Regions from separate parts of the Mus musculus genome. Here all the other regions are linked to region 3. Evidence: chromatin contacts called from public Hi-C and HiChIP or PLAC-seq data. All regions are on one chromosome and are shown on one strand. Each heading gives the region's core, a stretch centred on a gene start, on an enhancer-like site or on the middle of the called end of the contact. The rest is flanking DNA. Distances are from core to core; before and after follow the strand shown. Region 1 has its middle 45 kb from the start of Syf2. Region 2 overlaps Runx3 (runt related transcription factor 3). Region 3 has its middle 16 kb from the start of Gm42327.

Evidence for each region. Hi-C and Micro-C count contacts between places; a contact is called where the count stands out from the background. HiChIP or PLAC-seq counts read pairs in DNA pulled down with a chosen protein or histone mark.
Region 1: a contact with region 3 is called in an HNF4G HiChIP or PLAC-seq map of pancreatic cancer cells. The contact joins two enhancer-like sites. A contact is called at or near these places in 1 of 15 datasets of contacts at CTCF or cohesin (the G1E-ER4 cell line), 19 of 484 Hi-C or Micro-C datasets (the AtT-20 cell line, CD4 T cells, the G1E-ER4 cell line and 11 more), 7 of 115 datasets of contacts at active chromatin or transcription factors (acute myeloid leukemia, astrocytes, bone marrow-derived dendritic cells and 3 more) and 1 of 9 other capture datasets (embryonic stem cells).
Region 2: a contact with region 3 is called in a Hi-C map of bone marrow-derived macrophages, with 47 read pairs. The contact joins two enhancer-like sites. A contact is called at or near these places in 1 of 15 datasets of contacts at CTCF or cohesin (large pre-B cells), 7 of 484 Hi-C or Micro-C datasets (CD8 T cells, the G1E-ER4 cell line, bone marrow-derived macrophages and 4 more), 9 of 115 datasets of contacts at active chromatin or transcription factors (the HPC-7 cell line, craniofacial prominence, embryonic limb bud and 5 more) and 1 of 9 other capture datasets (embryonic stem cells).

What each region holds. Positions count from the first base shown.
Region 1 is chr4:134,973,302-134,977,793 of GRCm38.p6, forward strand. No RefSeq gene overlaps it. Among named protein-coding and RNA genes, the nearest start is that of Syf2, 45 kb to the left of the region's middle. Within about 2 kb of position 2,495, at least 50 of the 459 cell types and tissues checked have an H3K27ac peak or open chromatin away from gene starts, as enhancers often do. A contact at or near this core is called in pancreatic cancer cells, where this site is marked.
Region 2 is chr4:135,176,699-135,181,154 of GRCm38.p6, forward strand. It overlaps Runx3 (runt related transcription factor 3), which reads left to right. Exons shown (of 5, transcript NM_001369050.1): 5 at 1-1,289. Among named protein-coding and RNA genes, the nearest start is that of Runx3, 26 kb to the left of the region's middle. Within about 2 kb of position 2,438, at least 91 of the 459 cell types and tissues checked have an H3K27ac peak or open chromatin away from gene starts, as enhancers often do. A contact at or near this core is called in CD8 T cells, the HPC-7 cell line, bone marrow-derived macrophages and 1 more, where this site is marked.
Region 3 is chr4:135,064,918-135,068,986 of GRCm38.p6, forward strand. No RefSeq gene overlaps it. Among named protein-coding and RNA genes, the nearest start is that of Gm42327, 16 kb to the left of the region's middle. Within about 2 kb of position 2,389, at least 72 of the 459 cell types and tissues checked have an H3K27ac peak or open chromatin away from gene starts, as enhancers often do. A contact at or near this core is called in CD8 T cells, the HPC-7 cell line, bone marrow-derived macrophages and 2 more, where this site is marked.

The DNA of each region.
Region 1 (4,492 bases), core at 1,245-3,744, 92 kb before region 3:
AGGTGGAAAGAGAACAGGTGGGGAGAGAACAGGTGGGAAGAGAACATCTGGGAAGAGAACAGGTGGAGAGAGAACAGGTGAGAAGAGAACAGCTGGGAAGAGAACAGGTGGGAAGAGAACAGGTGGGAAGAGAACAGGTGGAGAGAGAACAGGTTGGGGCCTTTAAGAGATGGTTAGGGCCCAGGGGCTGAGGCCCCCCTTAATGGACCCAAATTGTTATTCTTGGAGAGGATTTTGTGGGGGGAGGGAAAGGATGAACTTAGCCTGGGTGAAGTGGAAACTTAAGAATTCTTTGGAAAGTCAGTTATGTTGGATGGTGTTTTCCTGGGGCAAACACATGAAAGAAGTTTTATTAAAGAGAACATGGGTGTGAAAGGCAAAGGCAGACTCGAGAAGGAACATTTCACTGAAGCAGACACAGGAGAGAGGATGTTCTGCTAAAGCAAGCACGTGAAAGGACATGAGATGAAGGATTCTTTGCTAACAACACGCATGTATTGATCCACCTTACTTTTCATAGTTGAGCTGCATTTGTCAGGACTCCACAGAGGGAAACAAACCAAAAAACTTCTGGTGCTGTGCTGCAGTTTCTTGCTGCTTCCTTAGACTCAGGCTGATTAGATGCATGTGCTGAGGCAAGACACGTGGAGGACAAGTGATGTTTGGAGGGTAGAAATAGGACTCCATAGAGTGAGGGGGAGAGAGAGAGAGAGAGAGAGAGAGAGAGAGAGAGAGAGAGAGAGAGAGAGAGAGAGAGAGAGAGAGAGCTAGGCTTGTTTATAGAACTAGTTGTGTAACACTTGTGGGTCTCATGTCTTTGCTGATCTTCGCCTCCCTGAGAGAGGCACAGCCGAGAACTTCTCCTGCTGTCCCTCTAGGTCCCTCCTGTTGACTTGAGCTGAGACTGAGTCCTGGCTGTCTCTGCTAGGTCGTGCCACCGCTGTTGCTATCCTGACTCTACCGAGCTGGACTGCTGGTGTATCCATGAGGTGTTGGTGAGTGGATCGAGCTGCCACTGTTGACCTGTGAACTGAACTGCCAATTTCCAGACAACACAGATGGGAGTTGCTCCAAAGAACCTTTCTAAACAGGTCCACTTCCCCTGTATCCTTTCTTTTCTGCTCCTGGTGGGTGGTGGGCTACAAGGAAGGTTAAAGTGTTTAAGAACCATCATTAAAAGTAAACAGGGTGGGCGTGGTGGCGCATGCCTTTAATCCCAGCACGCAGGAGGCAGAGACAGGCAGATTTCTGAGTTCGAGGCCTGCCTGGTCTACAAAGTGAGCTCCAGGACAGCCAGGGCTACACAGAGAGACCCTGTCTCGAAAAACCACACACACACACAAAAGTAAACTTAGAAAAAAAAAATCAAAGTTCCACTGGGTTCCAGAATTACACTGTAATCAGGTCCTGGGTTGCTGCCTCTGTGTTTCTGCCACACTGTCATATGGAAAAGGCCCTTCCAGGAAGCGGGCCCTGCAGAACCTTGAACCGAATTCTCTGTTTTCTGTGACGGGCTCAGTCTTGAGCATGCTGTTACAGTCACAGAAAGTAGACTGAGATAGCAAGCTCTTCAGAGTCACTGGGCCTTTGGAGGGACTCCTCTCTTACCTAGAGCTGACCAGAGATGCTCTGTTCCCCACAGCCCTGGGTCCCCTTGTGTTTCTTTCCCCATCAGGTGGGACAGGTAAGCTGCTCTCTGGAGTCTGTGACACAGTAAGGGGTTGTTGACTGACTATGTAACACAAGTCAGACATGTCTCTTGGCAGTCCACAAGTTCAAGGTCAAGAAAGCCATTGTCAGCTCAGACTCTAGCTACTAAGTGGTGGGGCTTATGTGTGTGTGTGTGTGGGGGGGCTTTTTGAGGTGTTTCTATTGGCCACTCTGTGGCGGTTGGGTGGCTGGGTCCTATGCAGATAGGATGCAGGCCTGGGAAACCAATGTGCTGGCTGCTTGTATGGCTGTGTGACCTGTGATTATTGCTTCTCTAACTATTATTCCCAATTGCAGCTCAGTGAATGCAATTATGCTGTCGAGGCTCCCAGCACAGTAGCGCCCCCTAGCTCCTGCTAATTTGCTGCTTCTACCCTCTTCTTACCTTCCAGGGTGGGATTAGCCTCCTGGGAGCCCTTGGCACCAGGGCTGGGCTGTGTCTCAGTGGTTGCTGGAGCTTTGACGTCATCTCTTTGATGTGGGGTTGTTGAATCGGGCAGAATCCTGCTCGGCTAGTCCAGCGCCGGGTACCAGACAATTGAGCCTTTGTGCGTGTGCCCTGGGGCATCTGCCCACAGAAACCTGGTGGCTCCGAACACCTCTTGTGAAAAAGTAGCCTTCAGGAAAAAGGGACAATGAGCTTGTCATGTCCAGGAGAGAGCAGGGTCTGAACTGGGGTGGGCACCGGGTGATTACAAGGCAGACCGGGAGCTCCTGGGAAAGCCATGGGCAGGCAGGGGCCGGGGCCTCTAGAATGTGTGCTAAGGGTGTTGCCTGCTGTGGTTATGGGAGCAAGTCTCACTTAATTCTGCCAAACCACCTTGCTTATTGCTCACTGTTCTTAGAGTACAGAGGCTGTGTTTCACCCTGTCTCGGGGCCTTTGGATACGCAGAACCCTTTGCCTGAGATTTTAATTTTTGATTATGCAGAAAATGCCAAAGAACAATTATTTTAGCCCCTTAGATTCCCATGTCTGGACAGATGACATTTTGTCTTTACTTCCTGCAGAACATTATTTTTGTGTATGTGTGTGTGTGTGCGTGTGTGTGCGAGTGTGTTTGTGTGTGTGGTGTGTGTGTGTATGCGTGTGTATGTGTGTGTGTGGTGTGTAATATGTGTGTGTGTAATATATGTATGATGTGTATGGTGTGTGTAGTATATGTATGTATGTGGTGTGGTATGTGTGTGTGTGAGTGTGTGTGTGTTTATGTGTGGTGTGTGTGTGAGTGTGTGTTTGTGTGTGTGTATACGTGTGTGTGTGTGGTGTGTGTGTATGTGTGTGGTGTGTAATATGTGTGTGTGTAATATGTGTGTGTGTGTGTGTGTGTGTGTGTGTGTGTGTGTGTGTGTGTGTGAGTGTGCATGCTTGCTTTCTTGAATGTGCTTTTTCCTTCGGAGGCCAGAGGAAGACATCAGGCATCCTGTTCTGTTACCCTCTGCCTTATTCTTGTATCAGGTCTCTCTCTGAAGCTGAGACTCACCATTTTGGCCAGGTCGTCTGGCCATCGAGCCCCCAGGATCTATCTGTCTCTATCTCTCCAACTCTGGAGTCACAGGCACATGTAGCCATGCTTGGCTTTTATGTGGATGCCTGGGATTCAGGCTCAGCAGGAGTCACCTTTATCTGCTGAGCCATCTCCCTGGCTTCAAGTTCTCAGGGCAGGAGAGGTTTTCCCGTGTCTGCATCCTTCATGTCCTGTCCCCACATCCTTCCTATTCTGTCCTTCACCACTGGTGAACTGTCAGAGCAGAGGAGAGGGGATGGACCGTTGAGCATGGGGGGACGACCTGGATGGCATCTAGGAGCAGAGAGTGTACATGAGGAGGAGCAGACTGGTGGAAGTGGAAGCGCGGGTCCAGCTGGGTAGTAACGAACTAATGTTGAGAGGCCAAGGGTTGGGAACTCTGGGTGAGGGCAGTGGCAGGGACTCTGTGTGCTGGTCTTGTAAAACAAAAAAAAAAAAAAATCACACACACACACGATTTGTTTATTTTTTTAAGGAGCAGATGCTCTGAGCAAACGTGGCACATTCAGAATGCCAGCGTCAGGAGAGGGAGGCAGGAAGGCAATGGAGGGTGACGCCTGGCCTCCTATTTGGTGATTGATTGTTTTGAATTTTCTACATAAAAAACCTAAACTAATCTGAGAAGAAACGCTTCTCTCTTTTTTCCCCTTGAACTGCGATTCTTTTTCTTTTCCTGCCTTATTGCATTAGCTAGAGTTTCTAGTATGACTCTGAACGGGGGTGTCATGGCTGCCCTACGCCAGATCTCAAGGGGGAGTTCCTAGTGCCTTATTGTTTTTAGTATAAATAATCCCCATGTGATATTTTGGAACATAACAATTCTAAAAATGTATTTTTTCTTTATTATCTCAAATTTAAATTTAATTCTAAAAATGGGAATGTATCCACGGACTCAAATTACAAAGGTAGTCATTGTCCTTTTCTCCCAAATTAAAAAAAAAAATCTTCTAAAATTCTGTTGACCTCATAGCTCAGGCTCATAAGCCCAGCTACTTGGGAGACTGAGGCAGGAAGATCACAAGTTCAAAGCCAGACTGGACTACAGAGTGAGTTCAGATCAGCCTACGCAACTCAGTGAGACCCAGTCTCAAAATGAACTAGTAAAAACAGAGGGCTGGAGAGACGGCTCAGTGGTTAAGAGCATTGACTCAAGGTTCAGTTCCTAGCACACACATGGCTGCTTACAACCTCCTATAGCTGCAGTTCCAGGGCATCCAGTGTCCTCCTCTGGTCTCCAAGGGCACATACATTTGGA
Region 2 (4,456 bases), core at 1,188-3,687, 110 kb after region 3:
CTTGTTTGTCCCTAGAAGCAGACAACTTTGAACCAAAAGCATCTCAGTCAAGCATCTAAAACAGGGGGCAGTCTGTGTATACAAGAGCCCACCTCCTGCTGTGTGATGTCATCAGGACACCCCCACCCTCACCCCACCACCAGGGTCCTGACTTCACATTCTTCACAGAAGGGGACAAGACCTCCAGGAGGCCCTGTGGAGTCTCTGGTGAGGTGTGCGATGGCAGAGCAGCATCCAAGCAGAGATCAGATGTCCTCTTCAGTCTGTGGGCGGGCGATTGTCAGTGGGATTGGTTAAAAAGCTCTTACCAGAGCTGGCTGGCCCACGGCTGGTTTTTCAAACTGAGTGAGCCCCGTAGTGATGGCCTCTGCCTTGTGCTTGGCCTTCCCCATTGCCTGCACCTGAAACAGCCACCCACATACACACTCTGGTAGGTCAGGGGGTCCCCGACAATCCTGGACAATCCTGAGCAGAATACCTCCTGTTACAGTGTCTCTTGTCCCACCCTTACTGGAGGAAAAAAAAAAAAAAAACTCTATCTCTTGGAAGTAGCTGAGGTAACCTTCCAGCTCCCTGCACCCAGAGGGGGCCTTCTCACCTCTTCTCAGGAAGCAGCTACGACCCATTGCCCTCCTACCTGCTTCGCTACTGGTCCATGGTACAGACTGTTCCAGATCACCAAGAAAGGTACTTTCAGGATCCCAGTGCCTAGCACTGGGTAAGCTACCCCAGACAACTAGCCTTCCTTATACCCAAACGCTGGTCGGTGGAAATAGAAAGTCACCCCTCCCCCATCGCCTCTTTCTCATCCCTGATTAACAGTGAAGTTTGAGTCTTGTCGTGAGTCCTACAGTGAGCACAGGCAGCTGGGGCTAATAAAAAAAGAAGAAGAAGAAGAAAAAGGAGAGGAGAGAAAAAAAACAAAAATGAAAGGAAAAGGGTCCTTATTTGCAAGGCTACTTTAAAGTGCTACTTGAAAGCACAGGCTAGACAGAAAGCACAAGGAACCTAGGGGGTTGATACAATGTTACTGTAATTGTGTGGGTGGGTGTCATCCTTTGTGACATTGTTACCCTGAGGTATACTCCCTGCAGTGAGCTGGTCTTCCTGAAGTGGGCCTGCTTTGCACTATAGGCTGCTTGTATGTTTGGTTTGTTGTTTTTGTTTTTTTGTTTTTTTTAATGCACAACTTGCTTGTACAGGTCAACTGTCCATCTTGGGTACTATTTAACTGTCAAACAGAGGAATCTGTGTTTGTTACAATAATATAACAGATGCCTTGAAGGACCCGCGTCAGGCTTCTGGAGTTGTGAAGGAGGGTGGGATCTCCTACTCTTGAGCAGGAGAGAGGACATTGGATGTGGTTGAGCTGGCTGTGTGGGGAGATGCCCCAGTGCTGAGGAGTCTACCACCCAGCTCCTTCAAGGTGGTTACAGAGAACCTGGAAGGCCACCTTCCTGGCTGGGCTAAGGCCCCAGAATATCAGGTGGGCCGTCAAGATTATACTAATCCTCTCTTCCTTGGTTGACTATGTTCATCGTACAGAGGCAGAAGCCACTGCATGGTCCTATCTGTCACCTGGATGCAGATTTGGGGAGGGACAGCCACCACGTTCATCTCAGCGGAGTCCTCCCTGGGGTGGGAACCCCTGTTGAGTGAAGACCTTCCCAGAGTAAGGGGGTTTTGGGGGATAGGGATCCCTCTAGAGAGCCCCTGTGAGGGAGCACCACCTCTCACCCATACTGGGGTCTGCTTGCTGGAACACTTGAAGCAGAGAAGACAGAACTGCAAATCGGTCATTTGGAGATGAGGTCCTTCTGACTAGCAAAGAGAGCTGTCATGCCTTCCATGGCTCCCTGGAGCTGGTGGTTGCCAAGCTGAGACCATAGCCTGAAAATTGGGGCTGTGGATAATGGTGTGGGGACCTAGCTTGATAATCCCCCTCTACTCAGATAATCCCCCCACCCCAAGCCTGTGCCCCTGACCAGATGGGACATACAGATTTTCCTAAGATAGATGTGGTTCTGTGGTACCCATTTCAGAGTTCTAAGATCTTTCCCTTTTGTAGGACCAGCCTAAGATCAACCGCCAACAAGAAGTTCCTGTTTTCCCAGCCTAGACCCTGGACCCTTTCCTACCCAGTAGCGCCACAGGATTCTAACCACAACTAATGCAAGACCTGTCCCCAGGTACACCCAGGGTGGGTCACCCAGCAGGACCCCTCCCTGGGTTGGAACAGGAAACTGTCTTCACAGCCCACATGCTTCTACTTGGTTTATCTGAGGGTGGACCTGTAGGTGGCCGCTACAACTGAAGAGCAAAACCCCTGACTGTATTTAACTCCTGTCACCTGCATCCCACTTGTCAAAAGGATACAGACTAAGAGATGTCCCCCGCTTAGCTGGAGGCAGCTGGAGGAAGCCATGCAGTTACCACTGAGGCCTGTAGGGGACGGAAGCACTGACTTCCAGGCAGCAGAGAGAAAGGAACGGTTGGTCCCCTCACCCCACCAAATCTCCCCCACCTTAAACCCCTTGCTTTGGAGAGGAATGTGGGCTGTTATTAGGAAGAACTCCCCAGCCTCAGGAGAGCCGCCCTTGCCCTGCCTGGAGTTTCCTCACCCAGCAGTGGCGGTGACAGTGACAGTAGCAGCTTCCTGTCTCTGCCCTGCAGAGCCACCCTCCTGGTCACATGTACCAGATGTTAGCACAGTCACACACAGACCTTGAGCTCCCAGGCCCCACCAGAAGACAGGGACCTGGAAAGAAGAGCTGAGTTCTGAGGAGAAAGCTTTGGAAGCCCTCAGGCAGGCTCCCGCACTTCCCACAATCAAAGGGTCCCACACTGCTCGCCCAGGCAGGATGCCAGTCTACTGCCAGCCCGGGAGCCTTGAGGTCTTCAGTGTCTCATTTGAGAGTCAAGGGATCCACTGCCTTGAGGATTTGTGACTGGCATAGTGGCAGATTTGAGGGAGCTCCCAGAAAGGCCCCCACCCTGTGGCAAAGCCTGCGATAGCTTTAACTCTTGTCCTGAGAAGTGCATATCCTTCCGGGCCACCAAGGGAAGAGAAGTCTGGATGGGCCGATGCTGTGGGACACGAGGACAGGGGACATGAGGACACAAGGACAGGACCTGACCCAGACCCAGATCTGCCTCCCTCTTAACCAACACCCCTCCCTGCCCAGACTGCACTCCCACAAACGGCCAGAACCCCAGCATGCCTTGGGAAGAAACAGCTCGCCCCTGCACACCACACCCCAGCCCCGAGCACTTCGGTGGCTCTGTTCAGCTCAGGGTCATAAATGAAATGAGCTGTCAAAGGAGCCGAGTGTAAGAACCCTCACTGGCAGAAACCCAGACCTCCCTCGTCCCCTCCCCATGGGACCCTTGCAGAGAGCGGGGTGAGGGCCCATGTCCCCCCAATATCCGCTTCCACACCTGTGTGGTCCAGGCCAGGGGAGTCTGGGAAGCCGGATTCCAAGCTTCCTATTTTTAGTTTGCAACTAAGAGTGGGCTGTTTGTTTTATATATTTATATCCACCACAGAGTGCCTGGCCGAGCCAGCCAGGTCTATAAAGGGATGGGCAGTCATGATGCTGTGGGTCCCCGTTCCTTGCTGTGCCGGCCTTGCTGGAACCTAAGCCTTCTCGGTGCTCTAATGCCTGCCTGCCATTGGCCACATAACCCTGCTCTGCCTCTGAGGTCAGGGGGACAGTATCTTCAAGGCTTTGGCCTCAACTCATTCCCCAAGTCCCGCCAGCAGATGAGCGAGTCACAGCAAAACATAGTCTCAAGACAGACAGGACAGCACGAGGGTTTGGAGGCGGTGGTGTGTCTTCCCCCTCAGACAAAATGGAGAGATGGGTAGATCATAGGCAGACAGGATGGCCTTCTCCATCGGGGACTCTTGTGGATAAAGGTATTGAGGGTCGGCTTGGGGTTGAGCAGAAGAGGACTGTGGTGAAGGGGAGCTGGCCTTGGTCATGGGGCACTGGGGAGCCAAGATGCGGAGTGTGGGAAAGAGAGTGGGGGGCCGCAGAGAGAAACTTGCTAGCAGGTCTCCCATTGGTCTGAGCACAGGAAGAAGCTGTGATTCAGGAAGAGCTAGATTACGGACGATGACTTCCTAGATGCCTCTAACCCTGATGTCACAGGAAGGACTCCATGCCCTTTGAGTTTGGACAGGCTCCCATTGTGTGGTCCTGGTTGACTTGGAACTTTGCTATGTTGACCAAGCTGGCCTCGAACTCATAGAGATCCACTTGCCTCTGCCTCCAGAGTGCTTGGATCAAAAGCATGTGCCACTGAGCCAGACCAGGGTGGAATGGAGCTTAACGGAGCCGTTGGAACAGTGTTTTAGGAGTAGACACTGTTACTGCTCAGTTAGCCCTTTGGGGATTTCCCTAGCCCCATCTCAGTTTCTTCATGATAAGCCTCTGACCAAAGCCAAGGATTC
Region 3 (4,069 bases), core at 1,139-3,638:
GTTTGGAACTCACACCCACTCTCTGGGCCTGCACTCTCATTAGTTCCCAATAACCACTCAGGAAACGAGACCCAGAGAGGTCCAAGAAGGAGGCATTTGTCAAATAAACTCATCAATGAACAAGCAAATGGCCAGACCTCCCAGCAGCTGCCAATGAATAGTTCCTGGAGCTCACAAGATCCCAGTCCTCACTACAACCTGTCTTCCCCCAGCTCACGATCTCTGCTCCCTTAAATTGACTGGTTCAGTTGCGATCCCTTTGGTCACAGATGTGCAGGGACACACCAAGGAAGCTAGGCAGGTCCTGGGCTCAGTACCTCTGTCTGCTAAATGGGAGTAGTTACTGTTAGTTCTCAACTTGACTGAAGTTATCACCTTGGAAAGAGTGTCAATGAGGGACTGTGTAGATCAGGCATGCCTGCCCACTGTGGGTGGCACTATTCCCTGGGCTGTGTAAGAGTGGAGAAGGGGCCGAGTGCTGGCATGCATGCATTAATTCATCTCTAGCTGCTCTTGATGGTGGATACAATGTGGGTGGCTGCTTTAAGTATCTGCTGACTTAACTTCTCCACAATGATGCTCTGTAACCTGGATTCCCGAGACAAACTGTTTCTCCTTTAAACTGCGTTTCTCAGAGTGTTTTAGCACAGCTACAGAAAGATGTGAAGGCACAGTGTTATCTCAGCCAAGACCACTAGCCATGGGGTTGGTTAGGGTGGTGGGAGGCTGAGCTGCCCAGCCTGGCTGAGATTGGCAGGGTGGAAGTGAACCTGCCTGTTTCCTCTGTCCAGCCCTCAGGATCAGGCCTGTGACTGTGACTTTGTCCCTGCCTGGCCCACATGTCTACCCTTCCCTCTAGCCACAGAGAGCCTCAACCTTGGCCATTCTGCTCTCTGGCGATGGATGAGTTCTTATTTGAACCCAGCCTGGTAACTGTCCCTTGCCACAGACCCTTGAACCAAACCCCATGCTGACTCTCAGCCTGATTCGAGATCCGTGGTCCAGCTCCAAACCTCAGCCCTGGCTGGATGCTGACCATGGCCACAGGTGAGCCCTGCTTCCTGGCCTGGGCAGTGGTCATCCTGCCTCTGATGTTTGGTGGCCACTCACCCCTGCCAATTGGCAAGCACATGAGCTCTCTGAGCAGACTTCCTCCACCCCGAGGGGGAGGCACAGGAGATGTCCCACTTACAGCCCCACTATGGCTGGGTGCATCAGACCATGCCTGAGGTGCTCTTGGCACCTATCCTGAATGGATCCACACTTTGGAGACTATGTCCTGCCCCTCACACCTCAGGTGTGTGTGTGTGTGTGTGTGTGTGTGTGTGTGTGTGTGTGTGTGTGTGTATGCCAGTGGTGATATGCTATAGAAACTTTGGAATCCAAGGCCACTCTCTAAATAGCCTGACCTGGGAGGCAGAAGCCTGGGGTTTCAGTTGAACTCTGCCACTGATTTACCCTGTGACCTCCAACATGACCTTTCTGAACCTTTGTTTCTTCCCTACAAGGCTCAAAAGATCCTCGAAAAGTTAGGAGTCTCCGAGAAGTGGGAACCACAGTGGTCTGTATCTATGTTATCTACGTGAGCCCCGGAGAGCAGCCCGAGGGCCTCTGTACTGCTATCTCATCTGCATGGAATGCTGTCTGCATCTCTCGCTCATTTCTTCTCCACTGGGCTAGCTGCTCAGGCACCTCTGGACACAGCTAATAACTCCACTCTTCTCTAAAATGTACTCTATTCTTCTTCCTTATCTAATCACCCCACCCCCAAAGTCTCACCAACTGGCACTCTGCAAATTTTGTAAGTTCTGCTCTTCATCAGAGGATGCTATTCCTAGAAGAAAATGGGTCTCGTCTCTGTGAAAGTAGAGCCCCTCCCCCTTCCAGGAGTCTTCCAGGAGTGAGACCATATTCGCCAGAGCTGCAGTGGTGACTTCAGGAAGAACTCAGCTAGCAAGGTCATGCAGAGACTATCAGAGCCTACGAAAACTGACCGTCATCGCCACTAGGGGGCGGCCGGGCTATGTGCAGGTGTGAGGTGTTGCCCAGGGCTAGTCACTTTTACCATAGGCTAGTCCTGTTCCTGGTCTTATCCTGCAGACGCGAGGAGGCCTGGTCTATCTCCTTGCCTTCCATTTGGGTAAGGGAAAAACGAATCAGAAGACTGAAACTGTTAACTTGTCTCTGCCACTTACTGGCTGTGTGATCGTGGACAAGGACGCTTCCATCTCTGGCCCTCAGTTATCTCAGCTGAGGATGAGAGAACACGTCTCATCAGAGTCTGTTTGAATTTGTTCTGGGTCACTAACTGCCTTCACGCCAGCCACAAAGTCTTAGCTCCACTTCCTCCCAATTCCTTCTGGCGCCCCGGGAAAGTTCTTGAACTGTTTTGCATGCTGCCCTCTCTTGGCTGGCTATGGAACTGCAGCAACAGCCTCCGGCCTGGCGGGCTCAGGGAAGGAAGGAGCAGGAGTGGGGGAGGGGCTTCAGTATTATCAATAAACTGGCTTCTTTTTGTTGAGCGTCTACTGTGTCTTAGGTTAAAAACTGCAGGGTCAATGATACTGCTGACAGTGAGGGTCTGGGCCTCCAATCTGGCAGTGTAGTGAAGTGGTCAGGATTGGGGATTCTGGTGTGAGGTTCCTGGGTTCAAATCACAGCCTCATTCTATATTAGATACCTGGCCTTGGACAAGCCTTTAAATTTCTGTGCTTTTGTCTCCCCAAGAGTAATTTGAAAAGCATAATGTGTCTTACTTCACGTCCGTCAGTTGCGAAGACCGTGTGTGTGGTCAACATGTCTCTTCTCTGTAATAGATTCTTCTGCCCCCTTTCTCCAAGAGCGCTTATGTTCATCTTGCAGCAGGCATTTGCAGGTCTGACTGCTGCAGCCATGGCAGAGCCCTGAGGCTGGCCCTCATCCCCACTGGGGTGAGTCTGTAGGCGAGGCTTCAGTTGGAGAAGGGAGTCCTTTTCCTGTAGTAGTGACAGAGGCAAAGTGGCTGGCCCAGGGTCTGGTGGGGATAGAGGAGGTGGTGTTAGTTGTGGTGGTGGTGAAGATGGTGGTGGTGGTGGCGGTGGTGATGATGGTGACAGTAGTGGCTGGTAATTGAGGCAAAGGTGACGGTGAGCTGTGGGGGAGGGGGAGGTGGTAAGGGCGGTGATGGTCACAGTGGTGTGAGATGGTGTCAACCGTGGTAAGTGATGTTGCCGGTGGTGGGGGTGTCAGTGACAACGTTGTTGTTAGGTGGTGGTGGTGGGGATAGTACAGGCAGACCCAGCCTGACTGTATGAATGGGGCTGACTCCTTCAGCTCCAGCCATTGCCAACCTAGACGTGGCGAGCTCTGAGCTTCCCAGAAAAAGGAGCCATACCGGAATGCCAACTGATCCTCCCTCTTCCTTGTCGCCAGGGCTCCTCCTATTCCTCCTCTACAGACGAGGCAGGAAGGCAGACTGCTCTTTTTTATTTTATTTTATTTCATTTCATTTCATTTCATTTTATTTTATTTTTAATTTTGCCTATAAGCATTTGACAAAATCTGAGTCGGAACTCCCCGATGTCCCTAAGGCTCATGGGCTGTGGGCCTGTTGCAGGCAGATTAGCCTTTCACTCCACTGTGGGCTTGGCCATCCAGGACTGCAGAGCCCGTCCCACCCCAAGTATGGCATCTCAGAGACTTGCTGGAACCAGACAAAGAGATTTGTCACTTCTCCATGGAGGCAGGAACAGGTAAGTGGGCTCCTTCTTCTGGTGGCCCGTCCAAGGGGTTGAGAATTCTCTCCCACACTGGGAGGCCCAGGGCCAGGTAGCAAACTCCAAGCCTACAAGATGTGAGTTCGGGTCCAGTTCCACTAAGAAGTGCTTCTTAGTGTACCACTGAGAACATTCCAGAGTGTCTCTGTGCATGTTGTTTTTGCTGGGTCCTGTGACCATCCTGGATGCTAAGACCTGTCCCCTGGCCATAGAGAAAGGCCCAGAGGGGCCGGGAAGGGGCTCGGTTGGAGGCTTATATATGCATGAGGACCTGAGTTTACCCCATATAAAGCTGGGTGTGGTTGTACACACTT